Linked DNA regions of Oryza sativa: region 2 is linked to region 1. Evidence: chromatin contacts called from public HiCAR-type data. All regions are on one chromosome and are shown on one strand. Each heading gives the region's core, a stretch centred on a gene start, on an enhancer-like site or on the middle of the called end of the contact. The rest is flanking DNA. Distances are from core to core; before and after follow the strand shown.

Region 1 (2,700 bases), core at 60-2,559:
AAATACCAACACAGGCCACAAGCGCCCTAGCATATACATTGGCCAGTATACCACCGTGTGCGACGAGAACAGGGCCACGCGAGTGCAAAGCCGCATGCATGCGAAGTTCGAACGTATGAGTGGATTGTGTGCAGCCACTCATACAAACCGTACGTCATGCCGGCGGATCTCTTGAAGGTATGCAGTTGGAGGCTTGTGTGCGTCTGGATGCCGTGTCCTAGAGGACTCCCTGTCACATGTGAGCGGTCCCGAAAATCCGAACGGGATTCCCACGTAGCCACGTAGGCGACGATGGAGACGGACACACAGATGACATGACAAAGGAAACGAACAATAAGGAGAGCATGAATTAGAATTGGCGACGTAATCAAACTCGATATGAGGGTTTTGTTTTGATTCGATTAGATCGCGTACATGGCAGATTTGCACGGATATGGGACACAGCTATGGAGGACCGGAATCAGATGACGTACCAAAAAGTTGATAAAAACATTTTTAATTTTTATAATAGTAAAGATAAAGATAAAGATAAAGATTTTGTTTCAGCCGCAACGCAAGAATCGGAGACAACCTTATATCAGACCGTGTCGTTTTATAATTTTTTCGTAAGTATCCGTTACCATCTACACAATCTTGTTTCTGAGGTGTTACACAAAGTTGGAATGGATCATGCATAAATCTTCTGTTTTTTCTTTTCTTGACACGATGCATAAATCATCTTGATCTGTAATTCAGGTGCGTGGGCTTATGGCAGATTGAGGCAGCTCCAACCTTTGGATGGGCCAGTAGTTAATCTCATCGCCCGCACCAACCGCGGTACTAGGCCCACTGCATGCCCTAACCTTACTGTGGGCTTCTTGACAAAGTCTGGGTTTAATTTTTTTTTATAGGGGAAAATCTGGGATTAATTGAGAGCCCATTGTTTTGCAAAGAGATTTTTTTAGAGAGATTAAAAAAAATCAGATTCAATATTTTATAAAAATATACTCCTCCCACCTTATTGTAGGGCGAGGCAAATAAATCGCCCTATGGAAGAGCAGGGTATATGACGTTGCAGCAGGGAAGAGGCCACCTTCAAAATTACCACAACGCTAGTGTGATTTATACCCCACTCTTCCTGACTAGTTGCGGTAATTTTGAAGGTGGCCCCTTCTCGCCCTGCACTAGTATGGTTAATCGCCGGGAGGGACGTGTGTGGGATTTTGCTGGCAGCCCTCTTCCCGGCGATAAATCATCCTAGTGGAGAGCGGGAAGGGACTGTCTACAAAATTACCACGGCGCATCCCTCTCCCCGCTGTCACATCATATGCCTCACCCTCCCCCATGACGATTTGTTTGTCCCGCCCTCCAGGAGGGCGGGAGCAGTATGTTTTTATAATATATTGATTCTAGAATTTATTTTTAAATATTTAAAATATATAAATAAATAAATATTATTTTTACCAAAGCCATTGCAAATATTAGCAGGTCAGTTTAGGAGTTGGGCCCTGACTCGAGTTTAGGAAAAAGTGCACCGAAGGTCCCTCAACTTATCATCGAGTTAGAAAATCATCCCCCAACCATAAAACCAGATATCTGGTGTCCCCCAACTTACAGTACCAGTGTAAACTAGGTCCCTCGATGTTTTGTGACTCCGGTTTTATTCGATGTGAGCTGACTCAGCGTGGGACCCACATGGGCCCCATGTGTTAGCATCTTTTTTCCCCATCCCCTCTCCACCTCTCTTCCTCTCTCCTGTCTTCTTCACGGGCACCGGTGGGGGAGCAGTTGCACCGGCGGTAGCCGGCGGGCGCAGGCGGTGGGGGACGAAGCCGCTCGCGGGCGGGCGGCAGAGTGGCGCGCAGGCGGGCGTAGGCGGCGGGGGAGCAGCTACATGGGCGCCGACGCCAATGGCGGAGGCGGAGGCGGCGGCAGCAGGCAGCAGCTGCCTCGCGGCCGTAATCGTCGTGGCAGCAGCCATGTCTCTGATGAGGCCGCGCTCCTCCAACGCGAGCTCAGCAAGCGGTGGCGGCGGCAGAGCTCGGCCGGGGCAGGACATAAACATTGACTCGCCGGAGTAGTTTTCAAACGTTTGACGGCAAAATTAGCCCCTTGTGCATGCGCTATCAACCCTTTTATCGTTTCACTGATTGATGACGACTCCAAGTTGGCAAGTTCCAGCCTTCCACTGCTGCTGGACCTATGGACGACGAGCACTAGGCACATCTTGTTGTTTATCCTTTTTCTGAACCTCACAATGAGCGATGCTGCTGAAATTCAGCTGCAGATTACAGGTCTCTCTCTCGGTCATGAACTGCCAAATCGATTATGGTTTAGAATGAGATGTGATGTGAGATCGATCGAAACTAGTCCAGCTTTTATATAGATGAGACGGATGATTCGTATGTGCAGGTGTCCGAGGCCAAGAAGACGTGGTAGCAGAGTGTGACATGGGCACGTCTCGAGCAGATGCAACTGCGGCGGCGCCGCCGCCTGTGTCCAGCAAGAGGCTGCGGTGGTGGGCGGTGGTCCTTGCCAACATCGTGGTTGTCCTCGGCGGGCAGAGCGTGGCGACGCTTCTCGGCGGCGGCGGCTTGTGGTTGGTGACAATGTTGTAGTCCTGCGGCGCGCCGCTCGCGCATCCCGCTGCTGCTCTACTTCCGAACAGGCTCACCGGCCCCTCCTTGACCGAGCCCAGCGAGCGGTGGCGGCGGCAGAGCT
Region 2 (2,757 bases), core at 239-2,738, 49 kb after region 1:
TATTAAAGGAATAGAAAAAGTTGCCTCCACGTTCGCTCTCACGGTCTAGAAATTTTCACATTAATCGGAGAAAAAAAAAGCAGAGTCCATATAGAAATACAATTTAGAAATAGCTGAAATTCGGAATTAAAAAATAAGAAATATTAGAAGAGGAGACTACATTCCATATAGAAATACAATTTAGAAATAGTTGAAATTCGGAAATAAAAAATAAGAAATATTAGAAGAGGAGATTAGAGTCCATATAGAAATACAATTAGGAAATAATTGAAATTCGAAATTAAAAATAAGGAATATTAGAAGTAGAGTATAGAGTCCATATAGAAATACAATTAGAAAATAACTGAAATTAGGAATTCAAAAATAAGGAATATTAGAAGTAGAGTATAGAGTCCATATAGAAATACAATTAGGAAATAACTGAAATTCGGAATTAAAAAAAAGAAATATTAGAAAATAAGGAATATTAGAGGTAGAATATAGTCTATATAGAAATACAATTAGGAAATAATTAAAATTCGGAATTAAAAATAAGGAATATTAGAAGTAGAGTATAGAGTCCATATAGAAATACAATTAGGAAATAATAGAAATTTAGAATTAAAAATAAGGAATATTAGAAGTATAGTATAGAGTCCATATAGAAATACAATTAAGAAAAAAATAGAAATCCAGAATTAAAAAATAAGAAATATTAGAAGTAGAGTATAGAGTCCATATAGGAATTTAAAATTAATCTAAAATTTGGAATAAACATAATAAAATTAAAGTAGAGTTTAGAATCCATATAAAAATACAATTTACAAATGGAAGAAGAGCCTAAAGTCCATATAGAAATACAATTTACAGATAACGAAAATTCAGAATTAAAAAAAAAGAAATATTGAAAGACGAGTCTAGAATCCATATAGGTATATAATTTACAAATAACTAAAATTTGATATTAAAAATAATTAATAACTAACACGTATATATAATACAATATAAATATTACACATTAGTAGTTTCGTAAAGTTAGTATAAAATTTAAAATTATATTGTCATTTTAATATATTTGAATAATACATTGAGAAAACATATATGTTATTACATGAGAGAAAATATAATGATGCTAGCTGCGCAATCTGCGCGGGCTACCATGCTAGATCATATAATAGTTGCTTATTATACTATTAATATATGGTCCCATACATACATTGCGTCTTGGAGTCCGCGTTGCAGCTAGCTACAGATCTGTAGTCTAATGCTCTTATCTCTCATATTTTATCTCACTAAAATATGTTTACAGCTGGCTAATAGTAACGTGGACCCTTAGAATTGGATAAAATTTTAGATAGTCGCTTGTCAAACTGCTAAATGATAGGTTTTGTATGAAACTTTCTATATAAAAATTGCTCTAAAATATCAAATTAATCTATTTTTCAAATTTATAATAATTAAAACTCAATTAATTATACTTAATACCATCGCATTTTACGTAATAGACTTGATCTTCAATCTTAAATAACACCACCGAAGTCTCTGACAAGAAGACCCGTGCTCCCCGCCGGCCGCCGGTGGACGGAGCTCTGTGTCAACCGGAGCTCGAGCTGCTTTCCATCACCGGACATGATGAAAGCCTTGATCTGTTGCCGGCAACGTAGTTTCTCTGCCGGCCAACGCGACGGCGCGACATCCCCTAATCACTCTCAATCCATTCTGTGGTAAGGTAGGGCAACCGCAGGTGATTGGAGAGGCACCCTCAAAATCTCAATCCACCCGCCGGCGTACATCTCCGCTACCACCTGCTGCGCGTGGCGTGATGGCTCCAAGCTAGCTTTCCCCGCCGCGCCCGCCTGAGGATCCACACCACCTGCTCGGCTGTCACGGCTCGCCCCACATCGCGCGCAGGATGTTCGACGAATTGCCTGACCCGGACAACGTCTCGCCGTTACGCGTCGTTGACCAGACTGCGCCTGCTTCCCCCGGCATGTGCACGCCCACGCCGTGCAGCTCGGGCTTTTGCTACAGCACGTTCGTCGGGAGTGCTCTGCAGCTCTGGTGCGCATGTCCCGGCGGCGCAGGGTCAGACAGGCGCTCGGTATCTCTCTTCTTCCTCTGTTAGATGTCTTGCCGTTACATGATTCGTCTTGTGCTGATTTCTGTTGGATGCTTATGCTAAACAGGGAAATTTACACGGAGAGACATGTTGCAATATCACTGAACATACCGGGTGGAGATCATTTCTGTTCTATATTGTTGGAGGGCGCCCAGGAATTCTTTGATTCATTCAGATTTTACCATCAGGTTGCACAGATTTGGTTTCTGGTTCATTATAATAAGCAATAAAGCAACAAGATGACCCAAAGGATGAATTCTTTGCATCTCCCATCTCTCCACAGGTACCACCTTTTGGCTCCATTTGCTTGTCTTCTTTGGCCTAACTGGTTTCCTCCACAGCTGCATAGCTCTGTCAGATTATGTGATAAGACCAATTGCATGTCACTTGAAGCCGGTTATGACTCCACAATGCAACATTGTTGCAAGCGTTGGACTATGTGATAAGACATATTGCATAGCCTACTATTAATGAATGGGTTTGGGCCAATTATGAAATGCTAATAGTCCGCCATTTGGAAGGCTTCAACCTGGTTAGCCGGCCGGCCAGTCAGACAGCTACCCCGCTGTCTTGCAAAATTATGGCTAGCAGTTCTCCCAAGCATCAGCAGTGGCAGCAATGAGCTCTCATCGCCTTCTATTCACACAGCTTCACCTCTA

The links. HiCAR-type assays count read pairs that join an accessible place to other places.
Region 2: a contact with region 1 is called in a HiCAR-type map of leaf, with 4 times the contacts expected there. The contact joins the promoter of LOC4346770 here to the enhancer-like site in region 1. A contact is called at or near these places in 7 of 15 Hi-C or Micro-C datasets (leaf, leaf mesophyll and seedling) and 2 of 4 datasets of contacts at active chromatin or transcription factors (both in leaf).

Annotation. Positions count from the first base shown.
Region 1 is chr9:14,436,247-14,438,946 of ASM3414082v1, forward strand. No RefSeq gene overlaps it. Among protein-coding and RNA genes, the nearest start is that of LOC112936492, 6.9 kb to the left of the region's middle. Within about 2 kb of position 1,310, at least 14 of the 15 cell types and tissues checked have open chromatin away from gene starts, as enhancers often do. A contact at or near this core is called in leaf and seedling, where this site is marked.
Region 2 is chr9:14,484,851-14,487,607 of ASM3414082v1, forward strand. LOC4346770 (L-type lectin-domain containing receptor kinase IX.1) reads left to right here and starts at 1,489. Exons shown (of 3, transcript XM_015755300.3): 1 at 1,489-2,080; 2 at 2,166-2,757. The coding sequence starts at 2,717.